Regions from separate parts of the Sus scrofa genome. Here regions 2, 3 and 4 are each linked to region 1. A link is a contact called in public HiChIP or PLAC-seq data. All regions are on one chromosome and are shown on one strand. Each heading gives the region's core, a stretch centred on a gene start, on an enhancer-like site or on the middle of the called end of the contact. The rest is flanking DNA. Distances are from core to core; before and after follow the strand shown.

Region 1 (4,027 bases), core at 459-2,958:
ACCCATGGCATATGAAGGAAGTTCCTGGGCCAGAGACTGAATCTGAGCCATTGCTGTGACCTATGCTGCAACTGTAGCAACACCGGATCCTTTAGCCTGCTGGGCTGAACTGGGGATTGAAACTACCTCTGCAGAGACCTGAGCCACTGCAGATGGATTCTTAACCCACTGCACCACAGTGGGAACTCCTTTTCTTTTTATTTTTTTTCCCCCTTTTTAGCTTGGCTTTAATTTATTTTTCTTTTTTAGCTGCACCTGTGGCATGTGAAAGTTCCTGGGCCAAGGACTGAACCTGAGCCACAGTAGCATCAATGCCACATCTTTAACCCACTGCACCAAAAGAGAAAGAGCAGAGTGTTGCTCTGCGCATGGCTGAAGGCAGCACAGCAAGGGCTCCTCTTGTGCGCTGAATTATGTCCTACCCACTTAAATTCATTTGTTGATATCCTAACCTTGGGACCTCAGAACATGACTGTTTTGAGAGATAAGACCTTTAAAGAAATAATTGAGTTAAAATGAGGCCAATAATTCAACCTGACTGATGTCCTTATAAGAAGAGATCAGGACCCAGAGAGACATCAGGAGTACAAGCACATAGCAGGGGTGACCAAGTGAGGACACAGGAAGAGAGCAACTGTCTGCCAGCCAAGGAAAAGGCCTCAGGAAACCAAACCTGCTGACACCTCGGCCTTAGACATTCCAGAACTGTGAGAAAATAGACTTCTGTTAAGTCACCTGGTCTGTGGTATTTGTTTTTATGGTGGCCTCAGCAGATTAATACAGTCGCCTGAGCCAGGAAAGGCCTTCATGGGGATGCTGACAGATATGCCCAGGAACTCCCAGATGAGGCTCGACACCGACAACTCCCCAAGCCATGAGGCTCCTCAAGGGCCATCCTATCTCAGGCACTGTTCTGAGGCACCTTCCCTTAAGCAAAGACTGCAAATCCTGCTTCTGAATTCTCCCAACCCTTTGATAAAAAAGTACAGGCCCTTTGAGGAAGCGGAGGTGATGTCTACTCACTGTTCGGCCACGTTTGGGTCAAGAGAATCCACTTCGGTAGGTGTTTCAGGCAAGGAGGAGCCGGACTCCTGTATCTGGCACAACTCCTCATCCGTGATGATATCAAACACGGCGTCGTTGGGCAGCCTGCAGTCTGTGTTCGCCCCTGGGTCAGAGGCAGTCAGGAGAGAGAGGAAACGCACAGTCATGCCCAGGACAGGGAGGGAGCACAGCTACGAGGGGTGAGCCAGCAGGACACACTCTAAGTGCCCATTCAACCAACAGCCATTCTGTCCAGATGGAGAGAAATGGCTGTTGGGATGTTCCAGAAAAGTAGATGAGGGGATCATGGATGAAACTGAATGCATAACCTAAGATTTTTCTACAGCTCCTTAGCTAGGGGCTTAGAGGTCTCAAGCTCCTACATATTCCGAGACCCCTTATTCAGCAGAAAAACAAACAAACAAACAAAAAACCTATCAAAACCTTACAAGGAAAGATTCTGATAAAAAGGTAAATATTTCTTTGATGCCAAATCCTTGCTCCATCAGTCAGACCTCGTTCATGTCTCTGTGAAAGCAGGATTCTATCTGACCTGCATTTTCATCCCGACCCACTGGGGGGTGGAAAAGAGCCTCCCTCTGCACAGGGAGCTGCAGCAGCCATGGTGCTTCTGACTGACGGACTCCTGTCCACCTTTGCAGGCCACCCTGTAGGAAGGATGCTGTGTGGATGGCTGTGCCAGCCACCCACCACCAGAACTCTCTTGCCTGTCATGGAAAATGTGGTGGCAGGTCTGAGGTGAAAGACAGAGAGACAGACAGAGGAGGAGACAGGAAATGTCAGAAATCAAAACAAGTAGCCTCAGCAGACTGGCACTGTGCCACCCTCTGTTGTCACTGGAACACCCACCAGTGAGCTGGGCAAGGGAAAGATTCTTGGACTATTCAACAAGAGCAGGTAATATGAGCTACAATTCCCAGTGGGCCCTGCCACATGGCTTCTGGGATAGGCTGCTCTTAAGAAGGAATGTCTCTCCTCTTGTCAAAAGTCTGTGTAATAGAGGGCTTGAGGTGCAGGCTGAAAAGGGGGACCAGGGATTGGTTTCTCTCCACAGGCCCAGCCACACTCCTGAACCTGCCTTCTGAGGCTGACAGAGGGAAGGAAGAAGGGAACATGAGCATCAGGGATCCAAAATGATGCCCACTGAGAGAAATCAAAGGAGACCTAAACAGAGTGCTATGCCATGTTCGTGGATTGAAAGACTGATTTTGTTAAGATGTCAGTTCTCCCCAAATTGATCCAGAGATTCAATGCAATCCCAATCAAAATGTCACCAGGATTTTTTTGTAGAGACCAACTGGCTGACTCTAAAAGTAATATGGAAACACCAAGGACCCAGAACAGCCAACACTCTAATAAAGAACAAAATTGGAGGACCCACTCTATCTGATTTTAAGACTCGTTATAAAACTATGGTAATCATAACAGATTGGTACTGGTGGAAGAAAAAGGAACATAGCTAAATGGAGGAATAGAAAGGCCAGATACTGACCCACATCTATAAAAGCAACTGATTTTTGACAAAGATGCAAAGGCAGTTCTATAGGAAAAGACCGATGGTGCTAGAACATTTGGATAACCATACACAAAAAATGAATCTCCGGGCATAGCTGGCACTGTATTAAAAAATTAGCTCAAAATGGATCACAGATTCAAACATGAACTTAAAATCATAAAACTTGTAGCAGGAAAAGGAAGAAGCTCTTTGAGTCTGTGGGTTAAGCAAAGATAGATATGATACTAAAAGAATAGGAAAAAATGGATCCATAAGGGGAAAAAAAACTGACTGGACTTTATCAATATTATAAACTTCTGCTCTTTGAAAGAAAATTTAAATAGACAGACTATATATTGGGAGAAGATATTTATAAAACACATATCTGATAATTCATATCCAGGATATATAAAAGACTTTCAAAATTCAACAATTAAAACACCACTCTAATGTGGAAAGTAAACTTCCCCATGCCTGAGCAGTTCTTTTTTGAGGCCTGCCAATTCCTTGATGATTCAGCTAAACAAAAGAGGAACTAGCAGTATTTCTGAAGGCCAGCTGGCCTGGATCCAGGCCGGGGCAAAGGCAGAGTCTCGGAGGACCAGCTTCAAGAGGCTTGAGCACAGATGAGAGTCACTGCTGGCCCCCCTGGTGCTCTACATCCACAGTCCAGTCTGAGAAGGGAGCCTAGGCTAGTTTTCGAGGCTGTGCTCAGAGCAGAAGCAGCAGTAACCAAATTCTACTTCCTTTTACTGAGCTGAGTGAGAGAACATGAAGGAGAATACATCCTTCTAGGCCACTGGGAAAGAACGTGAGCTACAGGGACATAGAGAAGGATATGTTCCAGATTCAACTTCTGGCCTTTGGTTACCCTGGGAGAGAAGGCTGGACACCAGGGCTGGGGCCCTGGGAGATAGTGTTTTCCAAAGTGTGGGGTGTGCTCCTCTGGTGCTATGTGAGTTAAGAGGTAAACAGACTTCATGTAAAATAGCACTGAGTCATAACAGGAGAAAGTTATTCTCTTTTCGATTCTCCTTCAACCCTAATTACATCAAAAAGAAAGTCTCAAATTAGTGGTACTACCTTTTTGGTGCCTAAGTTTGGAAGACACTGAATTAAGCATGTCTAGGCAGCCACAATGGGTAGTGGGAGTGGGGGATGTACCTGCAGAACACCAAGGGCAGTGGTGGGAGACTGACCTTGGCCTCCGGGAGCCTGGGCTGATGAAGGGGTGGGGCTGGACTCTCCCTGGCTGGTGCCAGAGCTGGTGCTGTCAGGTGACCCGGGACCCCCACTCAGCTTGTGGAAGCAGGCCCGGCAGCAGCGCTCTTTCTTGCCGCTGTGCTTGCTCAGGACGTAGTTGTTGCAGCAGTAGTAACAGAAGATACGGCCACATATTCTGGGGACGACATGGGCACAGGCTGTGAGGACACCACACCATAGGTCTTGTGTGACCTGCCTGGCACC
Region 2 (4,360 bases), core at 32-2,531, 240 kb after region 1:
GATAACCAAAGTCCACCCCAAAAGAAACAGATAAACTGAATAGCCCAAGAGATATTAAATGAATTGAAATTCTAGTTTAAAAACCCTCCACAAAGAAAACTCCAGATGGCTTCAACTCTACTAGACATTTGAAGAAGAAAACAATACCATTTATTTTTTTAATTTATTTATTTTTTTTGTCTTTTTGCCATTTCTTGGGCCGCTCCTATGGCATATGGAGGTTCCCAGGCTAGGGGTCGAAACGGAGCCGTAGCCGCCAGCCTACGCCAGACCACAGCAACTCGGGATCCGAGCCGCGTCTGCAACCTACACCACAGGTCCCGGCAATGCCGGATCCCTAACCCACGGAGCGAGGCCAGGGCTCGAACCCGCAACCTCATGGTTCCTAGTCGGATTCGTTAACCACTGCGCCACGACGGGAACTCCAACAATACCATTTCTAACAAATGCTTTTTAAATTGAAGAGGTGGAAATACTTCCTAGCTCATTCTATGAGACTAGCATTACTCTGATACCAAAATCATATAAAGACAGCATAAGTACACAACAGATCGATATCATTCTTGAATGAGATACAAGCTACCCCCAGCATAAACTGAGACCTCACTGCCCTACAAACAAGCAACCCAGCACTGCAGGCTGCCCTTCCAGGTCTGTTACACCCTGCCTCTTTCATCAGAAGGCATCCTCCTTGAGGACAGAAGCCTCAATATTTCTCCCCTCACAACACCTCCCTCGGTCCTCAGCACTTGCTGACCCATTACTACAGACCTAAGGCATTGATTACCTCTACATATTATTCTGGAGAAAAAGAAAGAGGAGATAGGGATTTTTGCATGGGAGAAGAGAGAGGGAAATTCATATGGGTTTTGTACAGATGGGGCCAAGGGGAAATTACAGATGTGAAAAGAAAGAGTATGTGAAACAGTATCTTTGGTACACACAAATGCAATAATTTCATTGTTTTGAAAAGGGCAGCTATTCCAATGCTTGATGGTAATGCTTTACTGAATGTGTACTATACGGTGGTTCCTCATTCCTGAGGTTGGAGACAACTTCCTCTTTTCATTTGATTCTATTTGGTGAGACAATTCAAAGGCTGAGGTATAAACACATTCTATTTCAGGTGCATGATATTTCTGCTGGGCTCATCATAAAAGCAACTGCAGTTGAAGATACCAGGCCCTACCAGGAGAACTTTTGTCATGGTCTAGACTAAAGTCATGTAGTTCTGGACCTTAACATCAAAGCAGAGGGAAGCCAAGGAAGTGACTCATTTCTGCTTGACGCAAGTTGCAGACCTCTAACGAAGAAAAGCAAGATGTGCATCTGCCTCCCCTAGTGTGTAAAAGTCTATGTTATTTAGGACCTAGAGCCTGTATGGATTTGAAATATCAAGCATTAGAGCTGGAGAGGCTGGGGACAACACTGGTGTTGTGTACGTCATGGAATGTCAAAAGGTGAAACCCTGGTAAGAGTAAACATCAAAATCCTCTCCTCTTCCAGCTTCCTGTAGGATGTGAATTATGATCATGGATAGGCATAACTGGGATGGAGCTGGAGAAAATATTTTTAACTAGACACTTAAAAATATTTGTGAGAGCTAGTTCACACAATGAGAACCCACCCTATTTCCACGGTGACCCACTAGATATTGATTAAAAGTCCATGAGTTAGAAGGGTCCTTGTCTTCTCTGAGCTATTGCCTAGGACCCCAAGGAACCCCAATACATTAACATTTTGGATTCCTTTTTCGTCACCAGTGTAGGAGTTTCTAGAGGGGGAATGACTCTGTCCTATTCATTTTGTAACCTTAGCAACTGACCCAGACTAGCTGTTCCCTGTGGGTCTGGTGATTTATAAACATGCATGTCTTATCTGCTTTATTCCAGAGTATGAACCTGAATGACCTGTTTAGCATCTGTCTCCCACACTAAACTGCAAACTTCATGAGGACAGAATCCATGTCTGACTTATCTCAGTACTCCCATGCTTCCTGTATTCAAAACCATAGCTAACACATAGTAAGAGCTCAACGTGTGTTTGCTGAATGGGTGCATGAATGAACAAAAAGTGCCTCCCTGTATTTTATTTGCCCATTATATCTCAACAAGCTGAGGGGAAAAAATGAGCCTCCCTGTTTCTAACAGTGGATCAGCTGCTTTGCTGTTTTCTTGCAGACTACAGCTCATCGCCTGGGACATCTAAAGTTATTTATTGGTGCATGGTTCTCAAGTTGGTGTGGATCAGAATCATCTAAAGGCCCGGGTCCCTTGAAGCAGGATAGGGCCTGAGCTTTTGTAGTTTTACTAAGTTCCCTAGGTGATTCTAATACCAACCCAAATTGAAGAACTAATGCTTTTGTGCAGTGCTTCTCAAACTCTTTCAGGTCATACCATTGTAGAGTATGATTCTTATTGGAGTAAACAAAATGAAGCTATGTGCAGCCAGGAGACTCAACTTCTACGATCCTTTTGATCACTGGGAACACTGGGTGGAAAGCTCTGCAGAACCTTGATACTCAAACAGTTGTCTGGGATCAACAGCTTCAGCATCAACCAAGAGCTTGTTAAAAATGCAAATCAGGCCCTCCCCTGGCCCCTGAAGCAGCATTCTAACAAGATATCCAGAAGGTTCATGTGCACATTAAAGACTGAGAAGCACTAGGTTTTGACACCCCAACCTTGAAACTCCAACTCCTCTCTGACCTAAACAAAAGCTATGTGTGTCCAGGAAAAGGCATGACTCTTCCTTCCCTGTAGTTGACTCAGAGGAGCAGGGGAAGTGGGGCAGAAATCTGCTGATCTCAGCTACAACCACTATTCACACTTGAGGTCGGGGGCGGGGGGGGGAGTGGGGTACGTAAAGGTGTTCCATTCCTGTCAGAGTACTACTGAGCCAGAACGTAATGAACCCAGTCTCAGATTTTTTTTTTTTTTAAAAAAGGCAAAATTCTAAAAGATGCTGAAGAAAATTTTGCACTAATCCTTAGGCTGTCTGCAGTTGAGCTACGTCCAGGACAAAGTTTTCTGCTATATCCCTGCTACTATGACTCTAGTTCATTCATTCACTCCTTCATTCATTGAGTATTGATTTTGTACCACATTAGGCACCAGGAATACAAATGTGAAACAGCAGTTCAGGTTGCTGCTCAAGCCTCTGCCCATAGGCTTTCATCCTCCGAAGGCATACTGCCTACTGCACCAGAACAACGCTCTTAGAACTATTTCACTGTCACTCCCCTAGACCAGGTCCTTCTTTACTTGCTGGCCAATCTCCCAGTATTTTCCTACAGAGACCTACCAATCCCTGAAGTTAGACTGTCCTTTAAATGTGCTGAGCACTTTGCTACTGGAATCTGATTCAGCAGGGCCAGGATGACAGAAGCATCTGTCTTCCTCTCAAGTTCCTTAACTGGGGTTGATGCATAGCCACGCCTGAGAAACACTTGTTAACAAGATCAGAGACACAACCCCTGTTGTCTGGAAATCCGTGGCCCTGCCATGCAGAATATGATGGCAGTGACAGTGGAAGCTGGGAGATGTGGTCCTTAGTTCAGTGCTGACATCAACATGGGTGGGCTGATCCTGGACAGGACATCCAGGAGGCTGGCTGGAGGAGAGGGTGCCTGTAATAGTGTTTTGTAGGTAGAGGTAAGACACTCAGGCAAGAAACACAGTGGCTGTGAAGCTTCCTAACACTTACGGGGAACTAGAGTGAGTTCAGTGCGACTGGAGCTTGAGCAGCGTGGCAGCAGGAGGAGAGGGTGTGGTGAGGCAGGAGGCCAATCTCGGAAAGTCTGCACTGCCACACTGGAGAATCTGGTCTTAATCACACAATGGGGCACAGGAGGGTGGCATGGGAGACTTTCATCAGAGGAATACAGATCTGAACTTGAGTCTCAAATGAGCTGTCTGAAAGTTTTGTAGAGGACGTGTGATAAGATAGGGGAGGAGCTGGAGTTCCCGTCGTGGCTCAGTGGTTAACGAATCAAGAAATGAGGCTCAAGAAATGGCAAAAAAAAAAAAAAAAAAAGATAGGGGAGGAGCTGAGGGCATGGAAGTCCAGCACAAGAAGGTGATCTGGAGAAGCCATGAGGGGGTTTATGCAGAGGGATAGAAAGAAAATTGTCACAACTTGGTTCTGCTGCTTGCGGCAATGCAGCCTCCATCTGGTCATGCCATTTTTCAGGGCCTCAGTCTCTTCAACCATAACACAGGTGGGCTGCACCATATCACCAGAAAGATCATTCTTAGCTCTACAAGTCCATGATGTAGTGATATGCAGTCTGAGAGATTTTCTTTAATGGTGGTAAAATAGTCATAATGTAAAATTTACCATTTCAACCATTTTTAAGTGT
Region 3 (4,110 bases), core at 1,555-4,054, 190 kb after region 1:
ATGGTCTTTCTGTCACTGGGCTTTTCATCCCTTCCTGCCCAGGTGAATCCTCAGTACAGGTAAAGTCACCATTTCTCTTTCTCTATTCATTGATCTAATCCAGGGGTTGGTGAACTGTGACCCACAGCCCACATACAGCCCACTGCCTGCTCTATGAACAGTTTCACTGGAGCACAGCCACACTCATTTGTTTATGAATTGTCTGTGGCTGCTTTTGTGCTACCGCAACAGAACTGAGTAATTGCGACAGAGACCGTGGAGCCCACAAATCCTAAAATATTTACTTTCTCGTCTTTAAAGAAGTTTCCTGACCCCGGCTAATCCATGCCCAACAGGATCCGGGGCTCTGATATGCACAGCCATAATGAAGGAGGCCAGATTTTGGGGGGGGGGTGCTCAGGATGTGAGGTCTGCAGACAGGCTGCTTAAATCCCCAGGTTAGTTCTAGCCTGACCCTAGATACAGTTCTAAACAAAATAAGGTTGATTGTGTAGTAGTTAAACACTGCTCACTAATGCAAAATGCTAACTGTTGGTACTCAGACAGCACACTGGAAGTGTTAACTGGGGTAGCAGGATGCCACAGATTCTGTATTCCAAGGTAGGCCATGTGCAAAATTGACATAGGAGTTGTTAAAACACATTTCATGACTCTTGTGACCCTTTACCTACACTGGGGACAAAGAGGTTGGATTGGTGAAAATTAGGGAGCTACCTGAAAAGGCATTCTTTGTTGAGGGCTGCTAGGTACCTCTACACCAGGGATGGAAAGGAATGAGGGCATGGTGGGTACTGTCTCTCACCTCAAGCCGATGGGACCACCTGAGAGCTTGATACAAGTCACTTCAGTTAAAGAAGACCTGCTCTCACTCAGGGAATTGGGAGACAAGACCAGCCAGCCACTTTGGGGGTGGAACAGAGAAAAAGTGCCACTACTTTAGGATGGATCTATGCTTTTAGAGCTGATTTTGGCAAAGGATGTGGGATTTTTTTTTTCCCCATAGACGAAGTGAGAGAGTTTACTGGAGGATTTCCATTCATGCCCAAGAAGACTGCCTGGATGAAGCTCATTTGCAGGATGAGAGAAATGTGTGTGCGGTGGACTGCTGAAACCACAGGAGATAATGGGAATCTGTCAGCCAGGGAAAATGCAATTATGCTGACTATTCCCAGGGAAGTTTCTAATGACTCTACAAAAGCAGACCATGAGAGAAAGAATCAACTTTTAAAATTTTTATTTATTTATTTATTACTGCCTTTTTTAGGGCCACATGTGTGGCATATGGAAGTTACCAGGCTAGGGGTCCAATTGGAGCCTCAGCTGCTGGCCTATGCCAGAGCCACAGCGACGTGCGACCTACACCACAGCTCGTGGCAACGCCAGATCCTTAACCCCCTGAGTGAGGCCAGGGATTGAACCTACACCCTCTTGGATACCAGTTGGGTTTGTCACTGCTAAGCCACGATGGGAACTCCCAGAATCAACTTTTAAATACCTGCCAGCCCCACAAGAGGAGCTGGGGGTGAAGTCAACATCTTATGACAGGGCCAGTCAAACAAAAACCTTCCTCACCCCACTTTCCTTCCTTTCCCAGTACCCACCAGCTGGAGGACTAGAAACCACGTTGAGGAAGTAGCAGAGGTGCCACGAGGGAGACAGAGAGAGAGAGAAAGAGAGAGAAGTAGGAGGGTGCCCCCACTCTTCCTTCCTGTGTCAGTTCATCCCTGAGCCAGCTGGGAGGAGAGGTGGATTTAACTGTCAAATCAGGCTGAGTTTTGATATTCATATGAAGATCAACCCTTCAATTTCTGAACTGAAATTCTCTTTTGTGACTTCAAATGATAATGGGACTTTTTCTTTTGTACCTAAGTGTGATGGCAAAAGTCATGGGACAGCCCAACTGGGGCTAGAAGAACTTCAGCCTCTGATCCAATTTAAAGGGACAGGAGGCATAAAAGTAAAGATTCTTTCTGTTCATACCTCTTAAGTTCTGTTGGGTCAACAGACTGGTGGCAAATTCAAAGCCCCCAAATTTCAGCTCTTGAGGTCTACAGAGGGCTTAGTGAATATGCAGGACTGCCCTGTGGGACTTAAATGGATGTCAGAGCCCCAGACCCTGGCTGAGAAATAAGGCAGAGGGGGTAAAAGTAATGATATATAAATACACATGTATAGATATAAATATATCTATATGGGTATGAATATGAGCTTGAATATAGAAATACTTATTCATACCTTTAAAATTCTGTATACCTAGATTTTGCCTTTTTTTTTTTTTTTTTTTTTTTTTTTTTTTTTTTTGCTTTTTTAGGGCCTTGCCTACAGCATATGGAAATTCCAGGCCAGGGGTTGAACTGGAGCCACAGCTGCTGGCCTATGCCACAACCATAGCCACAGCATTGTGGGATCTGAACCACATCTGCAACCTACACCACAGCTAATGGCAATGCCAGAACCTTAACCCGCTGAGCCAGGCCAGGGATTGAACCATGTCCTCATGGATACTAGTTGGGTTTGTAATCCGCTGAGCCACAAAGGGAACTCTGATTCTGCCTATTTTCAAAGGTAACCTTTTCTGCTAAGCAAGAACCTATGCCACGCCACTGTCCTCATGCCATCAGAAGAATGGCTGCCTCTTGCAATCTAGACTTTCTGACCTGAGGAAAGCCTCTCAGTTTTCAGACAGGACAAGATTCTTCCTGGCTTAGTTTGGGTCCTGAGGAACTGACCCCAACCCTCAGACTGTCCCCCTTACTTGCTAACCTCTCCTTCAGTTACAGCTGCAATGGAAAATGTGAACACTAGGGGGCCTTCCAATGCCAGAGACTCAGCCAACCCAGGGCAGTCACTCAAGAAAATAATGAAGCAGAGAAATACCCCCACATGCTGGGTGGGAGGTGAGGTTTTGATGATGCTATAGCAATAAAGGCAGGAATGACTGTATCTGATCTTGTCCAGCTAAGTTGCAAAACTCTAAGGGATACCATCTGCATCTCTATGAACTGTGCAACGCAGTGGCCACAAGAGGGAGGAACAGAGGTAGGCAACACGGTTTCACTTTGTTATGACCAGGGCTAATTGCTAGTTCCCTGGTGCAGGGCCTAGGTAAAGCTGGTAACAGTTCAAGGCCTATGAAATTCCACTATCTCCTCTTAAACCGAAATTCAAATCTTATTCCAGAGGGCCTGGCCCAAGCTCAAAGCAATGGGTAGGCTGAAACATGTGTGACTAGGAGACAAAAGCAAGGTGGCAGCACTTGTCTCCGTGGTACCCACCCTGATTCACCATACTGCTGCTTGAGGGGTGGAAGCAGACTAGACCTGCTTGAGCATGTGTGGGACCTTTAAAACCCCCACAAAGGCCCCCAAAGCTAGCAAGTGCAGCCAATTCATGCTCTGAAACCTGCTCATCAGAACGGCAACTTCTCTGGCCCAGGACAAGTGGGAAGGGACAGAGGGAGAGACGTTCTGCTCATCCTATGTTGTTCAATAGGATGCTATTCATCAATCAAACTCCAATTGGTCCTATTTACTCAACACCTATAATTGTCCTAGTCTTTATGCCAGGAGGTAAAGGGAATGGTGAAAGAAAAACATGGTTGCTGGCCTCAAGATTAAATACTCTGTCAAAATAAGGAGTGGGGGGTATACTCTGTCATCCCCACCTGGATCTACTCTCCCCACTGCTCTGCACCCGAGAAGCTGCCCCTTATGGACCACACCAGTCTTCTCCCTTGCTCTCTGGATTAGGGAGAATCCATGGGGAGCACCTGCAGGAAGTTAGATGAAGGGAGGAGAGTGAGGTCAAAGTGTCGATTCCCCCAGTCTCCTCCCTGCAGCAGCACTGGAGGCTGGTGACATCCCCCACAGCAGGGCCTATCTCTCAGCTCTGGACCTCGCCAGTTCCTCCTACCCCTTGGCACTTTGGACCTAGGCTGGTAGGAAATTCCACTGTTACTCAGCTCAGGGGGATGCATTCTCCCTCCACACTGCCATCACCTTTGTAAATGTTCCTTGACTAAACTCTCCTCAAACTGCCCAATCTGAGCATGTCATTTTCTGCTGGGATCTTGTGTGACATGAGGAGATAATATTTGGCACAGGAAAACAA
Region 4 (4,529 bases), core at 1,175-3,674, 210 kb after region 1:
TCTGCTGTATCTTCCCCTTGGATCGTGTTCAGGACACTGAGGACACTGCCCCAGTAGTTGCCAGAGGGAGCTCCATCATGCACCGGTCCACAGCTGTGACAGAAAATTAGGAACAAGAGGAAGAAGAAGTCTAAGACACTCTTCCATGTTCCAGAAGTTCTGGAAACTAATCTGTTTGCTGTGAAACTCACAGTATTGTGGAACTCCCCCAGGAGGTCTAACAGACAGGGCTTTCCATACTTATTTGACCACTTTTTTAAGATGGTCCTGTATAAAATATTTCATAACAGGCTTCACTGTCCATGTCCTTTCAAATAAGACCCATGGAACACATTTCTCTCCTTGAATCTAGTACCAAGAATGGCTATGTGTCTCTTGAGGAACTACCCCGCCTGGTTTGGTGAGTCCTGAGAATTCGAAACTAGATGCGGTTTACTCTTTTCATTGGCTGCTGGGCTGAGGGCAAGTCATTGGAAGGCCTGCAGCAAGTGTACCAAAACTTGGAGCACACCCTCTGCCGCCGGACTCACTGGGGTCCATGTGTTTTCCTTCATTTTTTCAACAATTTATCTCAAATATTTCTCTTGGCCTACCTCAATTTGTAAATCACATTAATCCTTTTTCCAGACAAAAACTCAGAAAGGCTAAGTGACTTGCTCAAGGTCACAGAGCTCATCAGAGAGGAATCCAAGATTTGCCTTAGTTCTGCCCACCTTTGAGCCCTAAGCTCTCCAAGGCCACCTTCCTCGTCCTATGTGTGGCCCGTGAAAGATCTGGGTGTGCTGGTGACACTAGGGATTAGCAGGAAATGACCATTAGAACAACGATTTGGCTTTTTCTCCTCCTCTGTCTATGCTTGTTCCTTGCTGTCTAGCCTCCTCCACATCTACCCTTTAGGACCTCTTCCCTATTTTCCAAGACTTTTCATCAGCTGCCAAGTCCCAGACTCATAATTCATGACTCACAACTCCAGCCCACATACTTCTAGATAACCGGATGTACAAGAGCAATGCACTGAGTGGACAGCACAGACACTGGCCATAATAATAGGAGTGATCCTTCCAGCTGAGTCTCCCCAACGTGCACATGACAGAAACTCAGCTACATAGTGGCTTCACTAATCATGGCCTTGTCTGACTCACACATACACCCCAGCTGCTACATCCAGCTCTCTGCTCTGCACCCCTAGAGTGAAACTTTTGTCCGCCTAGTTGCCACATGGGCTCCATATCTGAATTCTAAGAAGGAAGAAAAAAGAAGAAATGAATTAAGAGGAAGAAGGGGCAGCAAGAATATGAGGGAAGAACAATTTCCCAGGAATCCCCAAAAAGTTTCCCCCTTGGTCTCATTGCCTGGACTGCACTGCATGGCCACCTCTAGCTGGAAAGGAGTCTGTCCTGAATGTAAGCACGGAATCTGAAGGAAGGAGGAGAGGTGGGATTGGGGCAGTCAGCTGGTATCACCTGCCACACCAGAGGCCCCCCAAATGCCTGAATGGAGTACAAGATGCAGAAAGCTGGCAGCAGGGACCAGAAGGGCAGCACCAGGGCTGAGAGGGTGAGGAGACATTTGTGGGTGCATACAGGGTCACTGTGCTGCACCCCAGGCTCCCTTCACATTTGAAGGGTTCATTCCCCCCAGGGCTGGAAGTGCCGCCAACATAGCTTCAGCTATCAGCCTTCTTTGGGAATCAGCCTTCTTTTCAGCTTCTTGGCTGAAAAGGGTCACACCACCTTCCCAGGACAGCCTTCACCCACTGCCTTGTCTCTTCATAACTCCGCAGGGTCCTCCAGTTCCACAGCTCCCCATGGAGTCAGCCATGACTTTGGTTGAGATGGCACGTGTTCAGCTCCTTGCTCTTCTCATCCTCCTTCCTGACCTTCCTGCCCGAGTTATCCCTAAGCACCCTTAATAACACCCTGCAGGCTGATTTCCCAGAGGCACAGCCTGCACCAAGGACTAAGTCACTCCTTTCTTTTCCTGGTTCGCCCTAACAGGTGTCTGGTAAATGTGGGCATATCTGAAGCCCTGAGCTGGGTGCAGGGAATGGAAGGGCAATGAACACAAACACATCTGTCCCGGCCTTTAAGGAGTTCACAGGCACGTACAATGGGGCTGAGAAAACAAGCAGCTAAAACACAAGACAAAATTGAGTAAGATCAACATAAAGTGCAATGGATGTTCACAGGAGGAGGACGTTATCGACCGCTTGGGCCAGGAGTGGGGAGAGACTCGGTAGTCTGGGGGAGCTTCCGAGGGGAGGGAGCCTCTGGTGGACTCTAAGGATGACAAGGCAGAGCCCACGGCAGAGAAGCACTCTAGGCAGGGCCAGTGTAAGCAAAGGCACAGAGGGCTAGGGTGTGGGCTGTGTCCTGAGGGTGCTAACACACCCAGTTTGGCCAGAATGGGAAGTGAAACTGAGCACTAGTTCCAAGTCAGACAACTGAAACTTGACTCCTGGCTCTGCTGTCTCTGAAAGAGGGACATCAGGCATATTCCTTAGCCTCTCACAACCATGACCTTCTCCTCTGCACAACAGTAATTACACATCCCCTTTCCTCAAAGGGCTGCTGTCAGGACTGAGTAGCTAAGATGTGTAGACCACTACAGAGACACCTAGAAAAGCCTGAGGCTCCACTGAAGCTCTAGCTTCAGTCATCACACAAGCAAGGATATTGAGGAGGCTGCTATTGAAGCCAGTGGTGTTCAAAGTTAGATCCCTGGGCCAGCAGCATCCTATTAGCTGGGGACTTGACAGAAATCCAGGTTCTTAGGGCCCCCCCATAGATAGGTGCCAGGCATACTGAATCAGAAATTCTGGATGTCACATCCAGCAATATATTTTTACAAGCAATTAACATGCATTAGAACTTGAAAACTACTGGTTTAAGACAACAGAGGTATTTATTTTATGGATACAGGGCCTACTTCAAGGATTCTGAAGACAGAGGTACAGCAAGGCCTCAAAGGTGAGAGGCAAACAGCAATGGGAGCCTAGGGAAACAGGGAACCTCTCCTCTCCTGTCAACTTCTCTTGTGGCCTCTGCTTCTCTTCTCCTGTAGCTGAAATGAGCTTTATTCCTACTTCCACAAGCTGAGGTTTCTGCCATAGATAGGTGCCAGACCAAGAGGCTGGAATCTCCCTGTCCCATCTCAGTTACCCTGGAAGCAGCTCGTTGGCCCAGCTAGGGGTAGATGCCCACATTTGTGTTTGGGGGGAGAGGCACTTAGTCTGGGCACAGGTGGCCTTCCCCTAATCCAAGTGGATGGAAGTGAGGTACTCATTCAGTGGGGTCTCCTAGGCTTGGAATGCCAGTCAGATGCATGGGAATGAGGCCAAGGTCAACATGTGAGGAGTTGCAAGCTTTGAGCTCAGTCCCACAGAACAGTGGTTTTCAAAGTGTGGTCGCCAGACCAGCAGTATCAGCAGCTTGTTGTTAGAAAAGCAGTCCTGGGCCTTACTCACCCCATACCCCCTGAAACAGAAACCAGGGTAGGCCTGTGAACCCGTGCCTCAGCAAGGACAAGTTGGAGAACCACTATCAGGGAGGGCCTGGAAACAATGCAAACAACCCATTTGGTGAGAGACGAATCATTTCTGCAACCTCGTCTTTCACCCTACTTCCCTAGACTCATAATGAAATAGGCAAAAGAGACATCAGAAGAAGACACTTCCAGGGTCGTGGCTCCCCTTTACTCTTCTATCTTTAACACAGTATACAGAGCAAGAAACAATCCTGAGTCCCAGGGACCATGGGTCCTGGGCTAGACCCCAATATGCTATCTTTACTTTTGGGGAAACTGAGGTCCTAAGGGGTAAAAAGCCATGGCCAGTGTCTCAGCTGCACTGGAAGAGTCAGGACTGAAATTTAGGCCTCCTAGCTTCAAACTATGATCATAAAAAAATGGAACTATTCTAAGTCAAAGAGGCAAGTAACTGAGAAAGTAGATCAAAATGAAGCCACAGGAGACCTGTGTGAACGATTAAGAACAACTGAAAACCAGCCAGTGGATTTAGGTAGCCCAAGAGTTATATCTACAGTATCATTTTGCAGAATCCCCAACCAAAATTGTCACTCCAACATCCACCGTTAAGCCCCAAATTCCACTATTACAATGAAAAGCTTTTCACACATGAGAAACCAGACAAGCCTAAACCCACTGCTACCTCAAAATTAGAATAACCATGAGGCTTTAATTTAAAAGGGAAGGAGGAGAGGAAGAAGAGCCATTTTGTAGAGCCGTAGGAAAGAAAACTATAGTGCCTAGGTTCTTACATTTAAATGGATATGTGAAGGGGAATATAGCTAAAACACTGCATGGAGAGGTGTGGGCAATCTCTACTTTAAAGTCTGAACTTTGTGATTCTACAAAAAGAAAGATATTCTGGGCAGTTAATGTGTCAGCCTTAATACAAGGAAGTGGTGAGTCCAGCTTGAGTGAGGGTGGATCAGTGTGGCCTCACTGCATGGGATGCAGAAAGAAATGAGCAGACAGCAAAAAACTAACAAGGATTTAAAAAGAGGAGC

The links. HiChIP or PLAC-seq counts read pairs in DNA pulled down with a chosen protein or histone mark.
Region 2: an H3K27ac HiChIP or PLAC-seq map of alveolar macrophages shows a contact between it and region 1. The contact joins two enhancer-like sites. A contact is called at or near these places in 2 of 5 promoter capture datasets (fetal liver and liver) and 1 of 2 datasets of contacts at active chromatin or transcription factors (alveolar macrophages).
Region 3: a contact with region 1 is called in an H3K27ac HiChIP or PLAC-seq map of alveolar macrophages. The contact joins two enhancer-like sites. A contact is called at or near these places in 1 of 5 promoter capture datasets (fetal liver) and 1 of 2 datasets of contacts at active chromatin or transcription factors (alveolar macrophages).
Region 4: a contact with region 1 is called in an H3K27ac HiChIP or PLAC-seq map of alveolar macrophages. The contact joins two enhancer-like sites. A contact is called at or near these places in 1 of 5 promoter capture datasets (fetal liver) and 1 of 2 datasets of contacts at active chromatin or transcription factors (alveolar macrophages).

The regions. Positions count from the first base shown.
Region 1 is chr13:29,105,858-29,109,884 of Sscrofa11.1, forward strand. It overlaps FYCO1 (FYVE and coiled-coil domain containing 1), which reads right to left. Exons shown (of 17, transcript NM_001128477.1): 15 at 3,760-3,959; 16 at 1,024-1,168. Among named protein-coding and RNA genes, the nearest start is that of CXCR6, 12 kb to the left of the region's middle. Within about 2 kb of position 1,709, at least 20 of the 83 cell types and tissues checked have an H3K27ac peak or open chromatin away from gene starts, as enhancers often do. A contact at or near this core is called in alveolar macrophages, where this site is marked.
Region 2 is chr13:29,345,775-29,350,134 of Sscrofa11.1, forward strand. No RefSeq gene overlaps it. Among named protein-coding and RNA genes, the nearest start is that of CCR2, 21 kb to the right of the region's middle. Within about 2 kb of position 1,282, at least 5 of the 83 cell types and tissues checked have an H3K27ac peak or open chromatin away from gene starts, as enhancers often do. A contact at or near this core is called in alveolar macrophages, where this site is marked.
Region 3 is chr13:29,291,332-29,295,441 of Sscrofa11.1, forward strand. No RefSeq gene overlaps it. Among named protein-coding and RNA genes, the nearest start is that of CCR3, 41 kb to the left of the region's middle. Within about 2 kb of position 2,805, at least 21 of the 83 cell types and tissues checked have an H3K27ac peak or open chromatin away from gene starts, as enhancers often do. A contact at or near this core is called in alveolar macrophages, where this site is marked.
Region 4 is chr13:29,312,222-29,316,750 of Sscrofa11.1, forward strand. No RefSeq gene overlaps it. Among named protein-coding and RNA genes, the nearest start is that of CCR2, 54 kb to the right of the region's middle. Within about 2 kb of position 2,425, at least 23 of the 83 cell types and tissues checked have an H3K27ac peak or open chromatin away from gene starts, as enhancers often do. A contact at or near this core is called in alveolar macrophages, where this site is marked.